2 separate regions of the Mus musculus genome follow, and region 1 is linked to region 2. The links are chromatin contacts, called in public HiChIP or PLAC-seq maps. All regions are on one chromosome and are shown on one strand. Each heading gives the region's core, a stretch centred on a gene start, on an enhancer-like site or on the middle of the called end of the contact. The rest is flanking DNA. Distances are from core to core; before and after follow the strand shown.

The links. HiChIP or PLAC-seq counts read pairs in DNA pulled down with a chosen protein or histone mark.
Region 1: a FOXA1 HiChIP or PLAC-seq map of pancreatic cancer cells shows a contact between it and region 2. The contact joins the promoter of Adsl here to the promoter of Josd1 in region 2. A contact is called at or near these places in 2 of 115 datasets of contacts at active chromatin or transcription factors (large pre-B cells and pancreatic cancer cells).

Annotation. Positions count from the first base shown.
Region 1 is chr15:80,946,803-80,949,870 of GRCm38.p6, reverse strand. It overlaps Adsl (adenylosuccinate lyase), which reads right to left and starts at 1,381. Exons shown (of 13, transcript NM_009634.6): 1 at 1,171-1,381. The coding sequence starts at 1,323.
Region 2 is chr15:79,686,580-79,689,597 of GRCm38.p6, reverse strand. Josd1 (Josephin domain containing 1) reads left to right here and starts at 1,726. Exons shown (of 4, transcript NM_028792.3): 1 at 1,726-2,865. The coding sequence starts at 2,681.

The DNA of each region.
Region 1 (3,068 bases), core at 132-2,631, 1.3 Mb before region 2:
CTCAGTGTGCTGTTCTGGCTGGCCTGGAACACGCTATATAGATGAGGTAGGAGGTAGGCCTCAAACTCACAGAAACTCACCTGCCCCTGCTTCCCAAATGCTGGGGGTGGGGTGGGGGTGTTAACACATGTGCTGGGGAGATGGTTCAGCAAATAAGAGTCCTCATTGCTCCTGCAGAGACCTGACTCTGGTTCCCAGCACTCACGTGGCTGCTCAAAAGCACCTGTAACCCCAGTTCCACAGCATCATCTGACCTCCAGTGGCGCCTGCACTCACACAAGCCCATATCCACATGCAGCCACAGAACTACACAGAAAAATAATCCTTTCATGCTAAGTATCACATCTGCCTCTCGCTACTAAGTTGGTGCTCTAACAGATGATCCATATTCACAGCTGTGTATGCGTCAAGCAATTTGTAGACCAGATAAACCTTACACTTCAGTTTCAGCTTGAGGGCACTTACAAGCTAAGGAGACACTGGCAACGGTAGTAGAGACAGAGAAAGGCAGAGAGAGAGAGAGAGAGAGAGAGAGAGAGAGGAAGAAGAAGAGGAGGAGGAGGAAGAAAAAGAAGGAGGAGGGAGGAGGAAGGGAGGGAGGGAGGAGGGACGAGAGGACAAGAAGGCAAGAACACAAGAAACAATTTTGAAGGCACCAAATAAGCTTTCCCAAAGGCAGAAAGCAACCAACAGGCCGACCTAGCTGTGATGCCCATGAACTACAACAACCAGCCCGGCATAACAATCCTAAGGGTGCATTTCGTGGTGGTTATGCCCTCCTCGTGCTCATGCGAAAAATGACCATCAAGTTTGCAACGTACTTTTTAAAAGAATAATCTACTTGTTTTCTGTGTGTGTGTGTGTGTGTGTGTGCATGTGTGAGCGCACAGAAGTCGAAGGACAACTAATAGAAGTCAGGTTTCGCCTTTCTCACCATGCTGAACCCGGCTCAAACTCATGTCGGATAGCTTGGCGGGAAGCGCCTTTCCCCCTGAGCCTGCAAAGGTATAAGTAGCATTCCACTTGAAATGCGCTGTGGGAGGACGCAAACACACATAGCCTTGCCCAAACCGAAGTCCTCCAAAGGATGTGCAGGGCTCTGGGACTGTTGCCGAGGCAACAGGTGCTCGGGCCGTGACCTCCCTCGGGACAAGAGGCCCGGCCAGTTACCTGTTCGGCCTCCGCCAGCCACAGCCACAGCTGCCGCCACGTCTGGAACTTGTACCTGTCGCTGAACAAGAAACACATCTCGCGGCTGGCGTAGCGGGCCGCCAGCGGAGAACGGTAACTTTCAGCACTGCCAGGGTCGCCGGATGCAGCCATTTTCAACACGCGACCAGGACGCGGCGGACACCAGCAGCAGGGCCAAAAGCGGAAGGGTGGCGTGCGTGGGGCGGGACTTCCTCCCAAGGCCCCGCCCCGTGTGTAACGCCGGCCTGGAAGGCGAAGATGGTTCAAGTTTGGCTCGTCGCCCCTGAGGGTCAACGCTTTTCTCTTGGTTTCTACGAATCTCTGCCCCACGCTGTGCCTCCTCAGTTTTTCCATCTGAGGAAGGCACATTAAGACCCGCGTTTAACCCAGAAAGGAAAGTTGCAGAGGCATTCGGAGGGACGCCAGGAAGGCGCCCTAGTGGACACTTGGAGTACTGCAGTCCCGCTGGAGACAGGCTCAGCTGGAGACCGAAACTCTTAAACCGCGGTGCTGGTTCCGATCTCCGGAAAGCAGCCTGTCAGAATTATTCCACGCGTGGTGGCTCGAGAACAAAAAATTCAAAGTTTTTGTATCAGAATAAAGCTGAAAATAGCATACATTAAAAAAAAATAGCCGGGCGTGGTGGCGCACGCCTTTAATCCCAGCACTCGGGAGGCAGAGGCAGGCAGATTTCTGAGTTCGAGGCCAGCCTGGTCTACAAAGTGAGTTCCAGGACAGCCAGGGCTATACAGAGAAACCCTGTCTCAAAAAAAACAAAAATAAAAAAATAAATAATAATAATAATTTGAGGTCAGCCAGGTCTCCAGAGCGAGTTCCAGAACAGCCAGAGAAAACCTGTCTACAAACAAACAAACAAACAAACAAACACAAAACAGAAAACAAAAAGCCTCGTCCAGCAACATAAAGAGACCCACACGAGGCATGGTACATTAGATCTGAACACTGCTCCCTCTTCCCCACACAACCGCTCCTTAGTGTCTCCTCTTCCTGAGCTTAAGACTTAGCTGTTGCCAGAATAGTTTGTACATCAGATAAACCTACCAGACACCTGCGCCCAAGGTCCTCGATTGGATTGGAGGCTGTGGGCCGATGTATGCTGAAAAGAACGTGTTCCTGGAACTTTGTACTCTGGACTGATTCGGGGGTATAGTTGCTTGGATATGCTGTAGCAGCTCACTGTTCTCTTCCACAGAGATCCTTGCAGAGCCAATCCTTCCCAGGCTCCAGGCTCCAGGCTCCAGGCTCCAGGCTCCAGGCTCCAGGCTCCAGGCTCCAGGCTCCAGGCTCCAGGCTCCAGGCTCCAGGCTCCAGGCTCCAGGCTCCGTAGTGCTCTCTCCCGACTCTGCTTCACTTGGCCTCTGGTTACTTTTCCTCATTAAACCGTAGCTTCAGCTGTTAGCTTTCTACTTGGTCCTGTTTCCTTTTCTGACTTTATTTTTGCGAGACAGAGTGATACACTGTAGCCTTAACTGGCCTGGGACTCACTATGTAGAGATCTGTCTGTCTTTGACTCCTGAGTGCTCAGATTAAAGGCATGGGTCACCAGCCCAGGTGGTTTTGTGGTGGTTGTTGTTTGGTTTTTGTTTTTTAATGCATGGACTTCTGCTAAATATCATCAGCTACCTTAGTTCTGGTTACTGTGGAGGCCCCTGCTTTTTGGCTTGTCTCCTCACTAACCACTCCCAGCAACTCCATGGATGTCGGTCCAGTCCCTTTGGCAAGTTATTTAATCTCTTGGCAGTTAGAATTCTTGCCTGAAAACTATGGCTGATGCCCCCAGGGGCACAGTGAGGTAAGAAGACAAGCAAAGCCAAGTAGTGGCAGCACGTGCCTTTAGTCCCAGCAATCGGGTAGCA
Region 2 (3,018 bases), core at 477-2,976:
CCTTTGTGCAGGGCCTGTAGAGTCTAAATGGGGCACCGGAACCCTTTTGGACTAGAGTCGCAGACGATTGTTAGCCTCCATTAGGGTACTGGGAATCCAACCCAGGTCTTCTGAAACTCTGAGCTATATCTCCAGACCCAGAGATTCGGACTCCTAAAGTGAGAGGCAGTCTTGTGGACCGTAACCCTATATCTGTGGATTCTGACAGTATCCCCAAGTATTAAGAATTCAACTGGAGGTTGCTCACTGCTTGGCTGGGGGTGATCAGAGGTGACAGTTGTATTAATTCTATTGCTTCGATTGCTATTTAGCATTGTATGGCCAGAAAAAGTTCAGTTTCAGAATACATTGCTATCTGGCTGGGGGGAAAGACTGTCCTTCTCACTATAGGACTTTGCCTAGAAAGGATATATATTCTGAATACTTGCTTTTCGAATTGAATGTTTTGGAGAATAAATATAAAAAGTAACAGTTGAGAGGTAATTCCTAATCATCTTTACATTCTCTTTCTGAAAACAATTTGGTCCAAGCTCAAACCCTTAATTCACTATAGACATAATGATTTCAAACAACTTGATCGACTTCTTTGGGCTGTATTTTTCTCCCTGAAAAAGAAAAAAAAAGTCTAATTTGCTTAACAATAATTAATTACTCATCAGTTAATTAATAGATGTTTACAATAATTCTGGTTGAACAGCAAGTCCCTAGGAGATAAATCCTATGTAAATACACTGTAACAGTTTGGTAGTTTACACATTACACACACACACACACAAAAAGATAATTCAAAAGTAGTCTAGGTAGAGGATGCCCTATCATGTGGTAATCTCTCAGATGTGTTGCACAATACTGTTGATTGGGGTGATCATGAGGATTAGAGAAACCATTACTTTGAAAGTGCAAATCTGTTGTTTTCCCTAACAAAAATCCGATAGGAAGGCAAGTTAGAAACAGTGACTTAATTTAAACCCATGGGAAACTGTAAATAGTCTGCCTTTGGACACAATGTACTCAGCTAAACTCAAAATACGGAGCTCTAGTTGGTAGAGTGCTTGTCTTGCATTTACCAAGGTTCGATCCCTTGCCCTGAACAAATTGGACATTCTTGGTTACGTAATGAGTTTGAGACCAGCTGAACTAGAGAACACACACGCGCACACACACACACGTCTAAAAAGAAGGATCAGAAGGGAAAAGAAAACACAGAAAGGAAGGCTTGTGACAGCCATCAAGAGAAGGTTGCTGATCAAAAGGGCAGTGGTTTGTGTGAAGTGAACTGGAATACGACACCAAGGATCTGAAATAGAACTCAGGTTTCCATTTGAAATATGACTCCCGGCGAGAGTCTTGCCCTCAGCTCTCAAAGAAAACTGGAGGCGGTCGGGTTCACCAACCAAGATTACGCCCGACCGCGTCGGTAAAGTGTTAGGAAATCTGATGAACATAAGTGGGCCAGGGCAGCCGCTGCCCGGGCTCAAGAAAGCACTCTGCCGGGAGGAGGGCCCTGCGGCGTCCAGGCGGGAGTGGGCGCCGGGGCGGAGCTGCGGCGAAGCGACAAGTCGACCTCCCCCGCTACCGCGGAGCTCCACAACCCTGCACAACGGCTCCGCGACCTCTAAGCACCTCCACCGGACCAACAGCCCGCGTTGGCTACGTCACACAACGTCAGGGGTGACGCGAGGTTGGCAGGCGGGGTCAGCGCGGGGGCGTGTCTGGGGCGCGCGCGGAGTGAACGCCGCTGACGTCGGGCTCAGGTGCGCGTGCCCGCCCGCTCCGCCGCCTGCTTGTCCGCGCGTGGGCCAGGTGGCGGCCCGCAAGCTCCAGGTGGCGGCGTCGGGGAGACGAACAGTCCCCGCCGGGCAGGCAGCGGGAAGGAGCCCGGGACTGGCCTCACGTGACAGCAGGAGGTCGCTGCGGGGACGGTCAGCCCGGTGGGCCAAGGCTGCACCGGGCGAGGCAAGGCGTCCGGCCGCACCCTCGCGGGCCAGGCGGGACCTCCCCGCGGCGGCGCCCGGGCTGCCGTTCCCCTTTCCGCGGCTCCTCCCGCGCCGAGGCGAAGCGGCTCCTCCGCTGGGCCGAGTCCGCCAGTCCGCTGGCGGTCATGGAGCGCTATCCCCGGAGCCCCCGCGCGGCCCGCGACCTCACGCCCTCCGATCCTCGCTAGCTCTTGGCATTGGGCCTTTTCTCCGCCACCCAACCCGGTCTTCGGAGCCTGTGGTGTTGTGATTCGGACGAAATGGAAGAAAAGGAGCGATGTGACCCCTTCGGTTCTGCCCTCCTGCATTGAGGCCTAGTTGGCATCTGCAGAGAGGAAAACACGGCCAGGAAAGCGTGGTGTTTCTTTTTTTCCAAAGGGGGTGGGAGGGGAAGGCGGCAGCCAAAGGGAGGAATCCTACGTTTTATATGTTTTTTTTTTCTTTGTTAATTCTACACTTTGAAAGTGTTGGCTAAATAAACTAATCCAAAAGTTATTTTTTCCTATCGAGAAGACAGAAAAAGGTAGATTTTTTTTTTTGTCCCTTTTGATTCCAACCTTTCCTCCCAGTGACAAAGCATAAATCATGAACACCAGAGAATAAATAGGTGAATCTCAGGAATCCGAAGACAGAAACCTAGACTTTCCTCAGGAGGGAAGGAGCGGAGTGTTTAGCGGCTCTGCCTGGAACCTAAATCGAAAAACATGAGTTGCGTGCCATGGAAAGGAGACAAGGCCAAAGCTGAATCCTCGGACCTTCCCCAAGCAGCGCCCCCACAAATCTACCATGAGAAGCAGCGCAGGGAGCTCTGTGCTCTTCATGCTCTCAACAACGTCTTCCAGGACAGCAACGCCTTCACGCGGGAAACGCTGCAGGAGATTTTCCAGAGGTAGGACTCCCCTGCTTGGCATCTCGATCCCCCCCACTTCTTGGTATTTCTGAGTTTGTGTGGGTGGTGCAGTGTCTCGGGGACAGAAACCTTCAAACCTACAGGTTTGGAATTTAGATGCTGGGGGCAGGAATGAGGCACACAGAAATGGCA